2 separate regions of the Salmo salar genome follow, and region 1 is linked to region 2. Evidence: chromatin contacts called from public Hi-C data. All regions are on one chromosome and are shown on one strand. Each heading gives the region's core, a stretch centred on a gene start, on an enhancer-like site or on the middle of the called end of the contact. The rest is flanking DNA. Distances are from core to core; before and after follow the strand shown. Region 1 has its middle 4.3 kb from the start of LOC106589480. Region 2 holds the start of wdr45b (WD repeat domain 45B).

Evidence for each region. Hi-C and Micro-C count contacts between places; a contact is called where the count stands out from the background.
Region 1: a contact with region 2 is called in a Hi-C map of gill, with 4 times the contacts expected there. The contact joins the enhancer-like site here to the promoter of wdr45b in region 2. A contact is called at or near these places in 2 of 3 Hi-C or Micro-C datasets (blood and gill).

What each region holds. Positions count from the first base shown.
Region 1 is chrssa28:11,825,285-11,827,984 of Ssal_v3.1, forward strand. No RefSeq gene overlaps it. Among protein-coding and RNA genes, the nearest start is that of LOC106589480, 4.3 kb to the left of the region's middle. Within about 2 kb of position 1,402, at least 11 of the 13 cell types and tissues checked have an H3K27ac peak or open chromatin away from gene starts, as enhancers often do. A contact at or near this core is called in gill, where this site is marked.
Region 2 is chrssa28:11,788,415-11,791,497 of Ssal_v3.1, forward strand. wdr45b (WD repeat domain 45B) reads left to right here and starts at 1,521. Exons shown (of 10, transcript XM_014179516.2): 1 at 1,521-1,852. The coding sequence starts at 1,786.

The sequences.
Region 1 (2,700 bases), core at 152-2,651, 37 kb after region 2:
AACACAACATGTCTCTGACACCATGGCACTGCCTAGGCGTGCCATGCCCCGCACAGAAATACCATCGGAAGACGGGTCGACTGCATCTCACTCGGAGTGAGGTCAGCCGGGGTTATTGGAAAATTGCTAAATAATACAAATAGGTATCATGAGTGTTATTTGACGATAAATAAGCCGTAAAAGGAAATTCTAATAGTGTATTAATGGATTATGTCCCCCGGAGTGACAGCTATTTCCTCTGGTGTGACTCCTATATTAATCTTAGTCTGTTCAGACCATGTGCTCCATCAATGGCTTTTGTACTTCCCAGTGGCAACCCGTCATTCAGGGCAGGTGGGGGCAGAGCCCCACCTGTTTTGAGCCCCACCTTTTTAGCAAAAAAAACAAAAAACAATAACATATTTTTTAAACAATGTAAAAAATATATAAAAATCATTGAGTTAACAAAGCTGCATACAAACTTGGTCTCTGTTTTGCTTTCTTGGGTAAGTCAGCTCCAAAATGCAGGTGTTTCAGCCTAGCCTATTGGTTAACTATTTAACTAACTATTTAGCAGTCTTATAGCTTGGTGGTAGAAGCTGTTCAGGGTCCTGTTGGTTTCAGATTTGGTGCATCAGTACCGCTTGCCATGCGGTAGCAGAGAGAACCGTCTCTGACTTGGGTAGCTGGAGTCTTTGACAATCTTTAGGGCCTTCCTCTGACACTGCCTGGTATAGAGGTTCTGGATGGCAGGAGGCTTGGCCCCAGTGATGTACTGGGCCGCACGCAGTACCCTCTGTAGCGCCTTGCGGTCGGATGCCAAGCAGTTGCAATACCAAGCAGTGATGCAGCCAGTCAAGATATTCTCAATGGTGCAGCTGTAGAATTCCGTTCTGTGGGTGTGCCGTGATGCGGCTTGAAGTGACTGGTGACATATTTAATGGACAGCGGTGGATTTTGAACACACAACTCAACCCTTCCCCGTTTTTCCCAGTTTGGGTTTGGTAAAGTTGAATGGGGTGAGGTAGGTCCTGATCAAAGTGCTCCTTCTTGGAACGGGGGATTCTGTTGTTGGGTCACATGATTCAAATTCAAACAGTCCATCCTGCCGACAGTCGATCCTGCCGTGTCTTCTATGCAGCCGAGCAGCCTTTTAGTTTACAAATCGTAGTACCCACAATGCTCCAGGCGACTCGAAATGTTATGGAGGTCAAATACAAAGGTGTGGATATTAGAAATTAACTTCGATAGTCCATATTTAATAGCCTATTAATTCACAAGACGTGTAAATGGCCAACGTGACAAGGTGTCATCGTTGAATGTCCGGTGCTTAACTCTATGATTGCAACATGAACAAGCGTGGCGCATAGAGAACATTCCATGTGGCATGTATGCGCGTTCGTTTATCGATGACATCATCACATAGTGGAGTTGCATTCAAGATCAAATCTGTCTGAACGTTTTACTGAAATGTACAAGTTGGGGAAACCAGCTGACTACCTTCTTTTGAATTTCACCTTTAGAAATCTCTAGATAAACATGATGTGGAGTCGAGTCAGTTTGCCCTTTTTATGTCACTGAAAATATTTGTACACGGGTATATGTGTGTGCAGAGACTGGTACTTGTTCATGAATAATGACAGCTCACTGTTCACATTTCTCCATAATTGTCTCTGCACTGCTGTGATCAAGACTAGATAGCTTGGGGGTGCATGCATCTCAATAGTCTACTAAAGTAGTTGCTGTTTATAATCCCCTACTTCCTTTGCACTGATTTGAAAACAAAGGCGTGAAAGCAGAACGTTTGATGCTCTTTCAGTTCTGCGCAAGTGAAGGAAGGGTCATCAGGTGCAAGCAAGCAGCTAGATGTTGTTCATTGCAGCAACTTGTCTGTTTTAGAGACAACACTGCCATCTAGTGTTTATAATATATATATAGAGTAGTGCATGTGGTGTCACTAAAGTCTACTTTCTCTGAGGGCCAAACATGGAAAAAGACTGAACAAAGTATTTTATAGTGTGGAATAATTAACCCCTTATTTGTTAATATTATTCAGAACCATAAATTGTGTTTATAATGCAGTAAAGCATAAGCCAGGTGCTTGGCATGGATCAATGAAACGGCATCACCACAGGGGACACCAGAGGGCCACAGAAGTGTCAACTGTTGGCAGAGTGATGGGCTGTCTGTAGTCAGGTAGAACTGAATCCCAGCTTTCTTTGTTAACACGGACGTGCAACACGGTGTTAAGTTCTCTTGCCGCAGTGTGTTAGCACTTCATTCAGTGGTTGTTGGCACCGGATATTGGAAAGACTCTGCGGTATACACATGCTTGGTGTGAACTGGAAACTTAACCCCAGGGGAACAATAGAGGCATTTCAACACCCGAGTGACATGTCAACTGCAGCCTTGATTCTGTGTAACTAGCCTCCAGAGATGAATTAGTAAGGCATGCCTGACACATTTACAAATTGCAGTTCAGCTAAACACAATGACTAAGTGTCCTATGGCCATTATAAGCAAGCTGGGCCTTTATGGCACAGGATGTAGAGGTATGTTGTCTTTGGCACACTGTTAGGCTGAAGTGAAATACTTGTCTTTTTTTCTCTCTTTCAGATGACAATCCCAAATGCCCCCCAAAAATGGTAGGTGATTAGAAATGCTCTGCTTAATATCACCAAAGCAACATTTTCAATCATATAAAATAGCTGAAGGAAACTG
Region 2 (3,083 bases), core at 271-2,770:
TTTAACATTAGCTAGTTAGCGCTAATCACTAACGTTAGGCACATTCGCTAGCATGTCGCCACCAGTCAGGGAAGTCCAACGACACCACGTGAGATAGTGTTAGCTAGCTAACATTGCACCCTAACTAATGTAGCCAACTAGCTAACAAAGGTGCCTAACTAGCTAGCTATATCCTGGCAAGCGGTACTAGAGTGCCAAGTCTAGGACAAAAAGGCTTCTCAACCGTTTTAACCCCCAAGCCATAAGACTCCTGAACAGGTAATCAAATGGCTACCCGGACTATTTGCATTGTGTGCACCACACAACCCCTCTTTTACACTGCTGCTACTCTCTGTTTATCATTTATGCACAGTCACTTTAACTATACATTCATGTACATATGACCTCAATTGGCTCGACCAATGAGTGCTACCGCACATTGGCTAACCGGGCTATCTGCATTGTGTCCCGCCACCCCCTCTTTACGCTACTGCTACTCTCTGTTCATCATATATGCATAGTGACTTTAACCATATCTACATACTACCTCAATCAGCCTGACTAACCAGTGTCTGTATGTTGCCTTGCTACTTTTATTGCCTCGCTACTGTTTTTCACTGTCTTTTCATTTCTTTACTTACCTATTGTTCACCTAATACCTTTTTTGCACTATTGGTTAGAGCCTGTAAGTAAGCATTTCACTGTAAGGTCAACACCTGTTGTATTCGGTGCACGTGACAAACTTTATTTGATTTGACCTCATAAAAAAGTATGACTACACAAACCTTGAACTAACATTAACTAGCTGGCTAACTCACAAAGGATTTGTCAAAATTAAAAAGGCAATTATGCTAGCCTACGCTGATTTTCTTTTTACTTGTAAGGATGGTAACGTGTGTTGTACACATAACTAGTCAGGGGATATCTTGATAATTTTTAAAAGCATCTAGTTAACCACAGATCTTTGACCTAACCAAAATAGCTTGTTAGCAGCTAGCAAACAGGGCTTACCTTATCCCACAGCTCTAGCAAAGCCTCTGTGTGGAGGATTTTCCCACCTTGGGCTTTGAGTGATTACATCAAAGCTTGCGACAGGATGTGTAGTACTTGTGTATGATAGCCACATTAGCATCTAATTAGCATTTCATTTTTGTGGGTAATTACAGGCAAATATATTCATAAAGGTTACCTTGTCCAACAGAGGTTTGCTCAGTTATCAAAACGTCACACCAGGGTAAGCCTACACAAAACACTGCCCTTATTTTAAGTGTTTCTACAATCCCCTATGGGAAAAATGAATGGTGGAAAAACGATTGAAACCATTTTCCTGTTTGACCACTAGATTTTATGGGAATTATGACACCTCCACTGTGAGTCTTTATTACACACTTTACTTATTCCATGGATCCCTTGGCCAAAGTAGTTTAATCTGTTGTTAGTATTATTAATAAAAAAAATAGAAATGTAAAACATATTTTGAGATATGGCTGCGGACCCCTGCAGTACCTCCACGGACCTCTCCCAACTTTGAGAACCTCTGAAAGCTGACTGCTATCGCATTGGTGTCTATGGGTGTGCCATCCCCTTAAGCAGACAACGGTAAACGGCCTGATTGAACTATCTTCATTTATCCACCATCTTTGATGAAACTCACACTCGATCACTCGGTGCTCTTTTGAGCGTCCTGGATGAACCAAGAGCTGTGTTGTTTTTCCTAACTGGCTGTCTGGCACAGGAAAAATGGTAGCTAGCTAGCATTCTGTGGAAATTTGACTAACGTACGACTGAGATTATCTGATCGAAATAATGAATTTACTACCATCAAACGCACATGGGAACGGACTACTGTACGCGGGATTCAACCAGGATCATGGTGAGAAATTGTCTCTTCATCGAAATCTTCTTTGGTTGCCAGTTCTGTCGACGATGCCATCCTAACGATGTTTTGAGGCCGGGCTGTAATGCTGCATTCATAACCAAGTGGGAAGGTGGTAATTACCAGTTGTGACGTCGTAAAGCAAGTTAGATCTACTTTAAAAAAATGTAACCTTTATTTAACTAATTTCAGTTAGCTTTACATTCCAGCTCAGGATTCATCCATACTACGACGGTGGATATTGCACCTCCGCCTGCCGCTAACTCTAGCAGGCTTGTAACTGCCTGTACATGCCGAACTCTTCATTGAGACAATGCTAAAATATCAATTCTTGGGTGAGTCAGTGCCACATTTTCATTTGTGCCTAAATACAAATGAAAGAAAAGTTATCTTGCAAGTTCAGCAGGCTATGGTGTGAAATAGGCATTTAGAAGCACTGTCTTTATTTTATTACTTATCGCTGGTGCCATCTTTGTATTTAGTATGATCCCCATTAGTTGCTGCCAAGGCAAAAACTATATTTAATGATGATGCAATCTTTGCAAGAGGGAGGGAATCTGATTTAATTGCTCCTCAACTCACAGCTCTGTCATTTCATTCAGGGTAAGTGGAGTTAGCAATGAGTTAGCCTGCCCTGGAGCAGGTTTGTTTACCTGGCTAAAAGGTGAGCCACTTTCTTATGGCCGGGTATCACGAGTTGAACTCAGTTGACCAAAGTTACCTCGCCAGCTCCTCAAACCTGCTTCTTGGATAACCCTCTGTTGGATGCATTCAAGTGCTTTGACTCATTAATAAACTCAGATTTGCTAATGGCCAACAATCTGTGTCAACCATCAACTAAAAGTACAGCTGTCATGCTTGTAAACGTATTATATGCTCATAAAACGTATTAATATATTGCTTTTTATAAATAATGTTTGATTTAACCTGCCAAAAATTCTGTTCTCAAGGTAATTTCCTGACAATGTAAAGTCAGCATGTGGAGCTCAGGGATGATTGACGAGTTTCCCACTAGTAATTACCAGTAGGAGGGGCGTTCAATTTGGGGTGTCAGTCGTATGTGGTAAATACCAACTTCCCACTTGGTTATGAACGCAGCATTACACCCAGCCTAAGCTAGTTTGCTAGTTAGTTATGTCTAGCTAACGTTAGCAATATTCAGTTGTTGTAAAATACAAGTGATTGGATTGTCATTTGAGCAAACTAAATGGTATTACATGTAACTCTG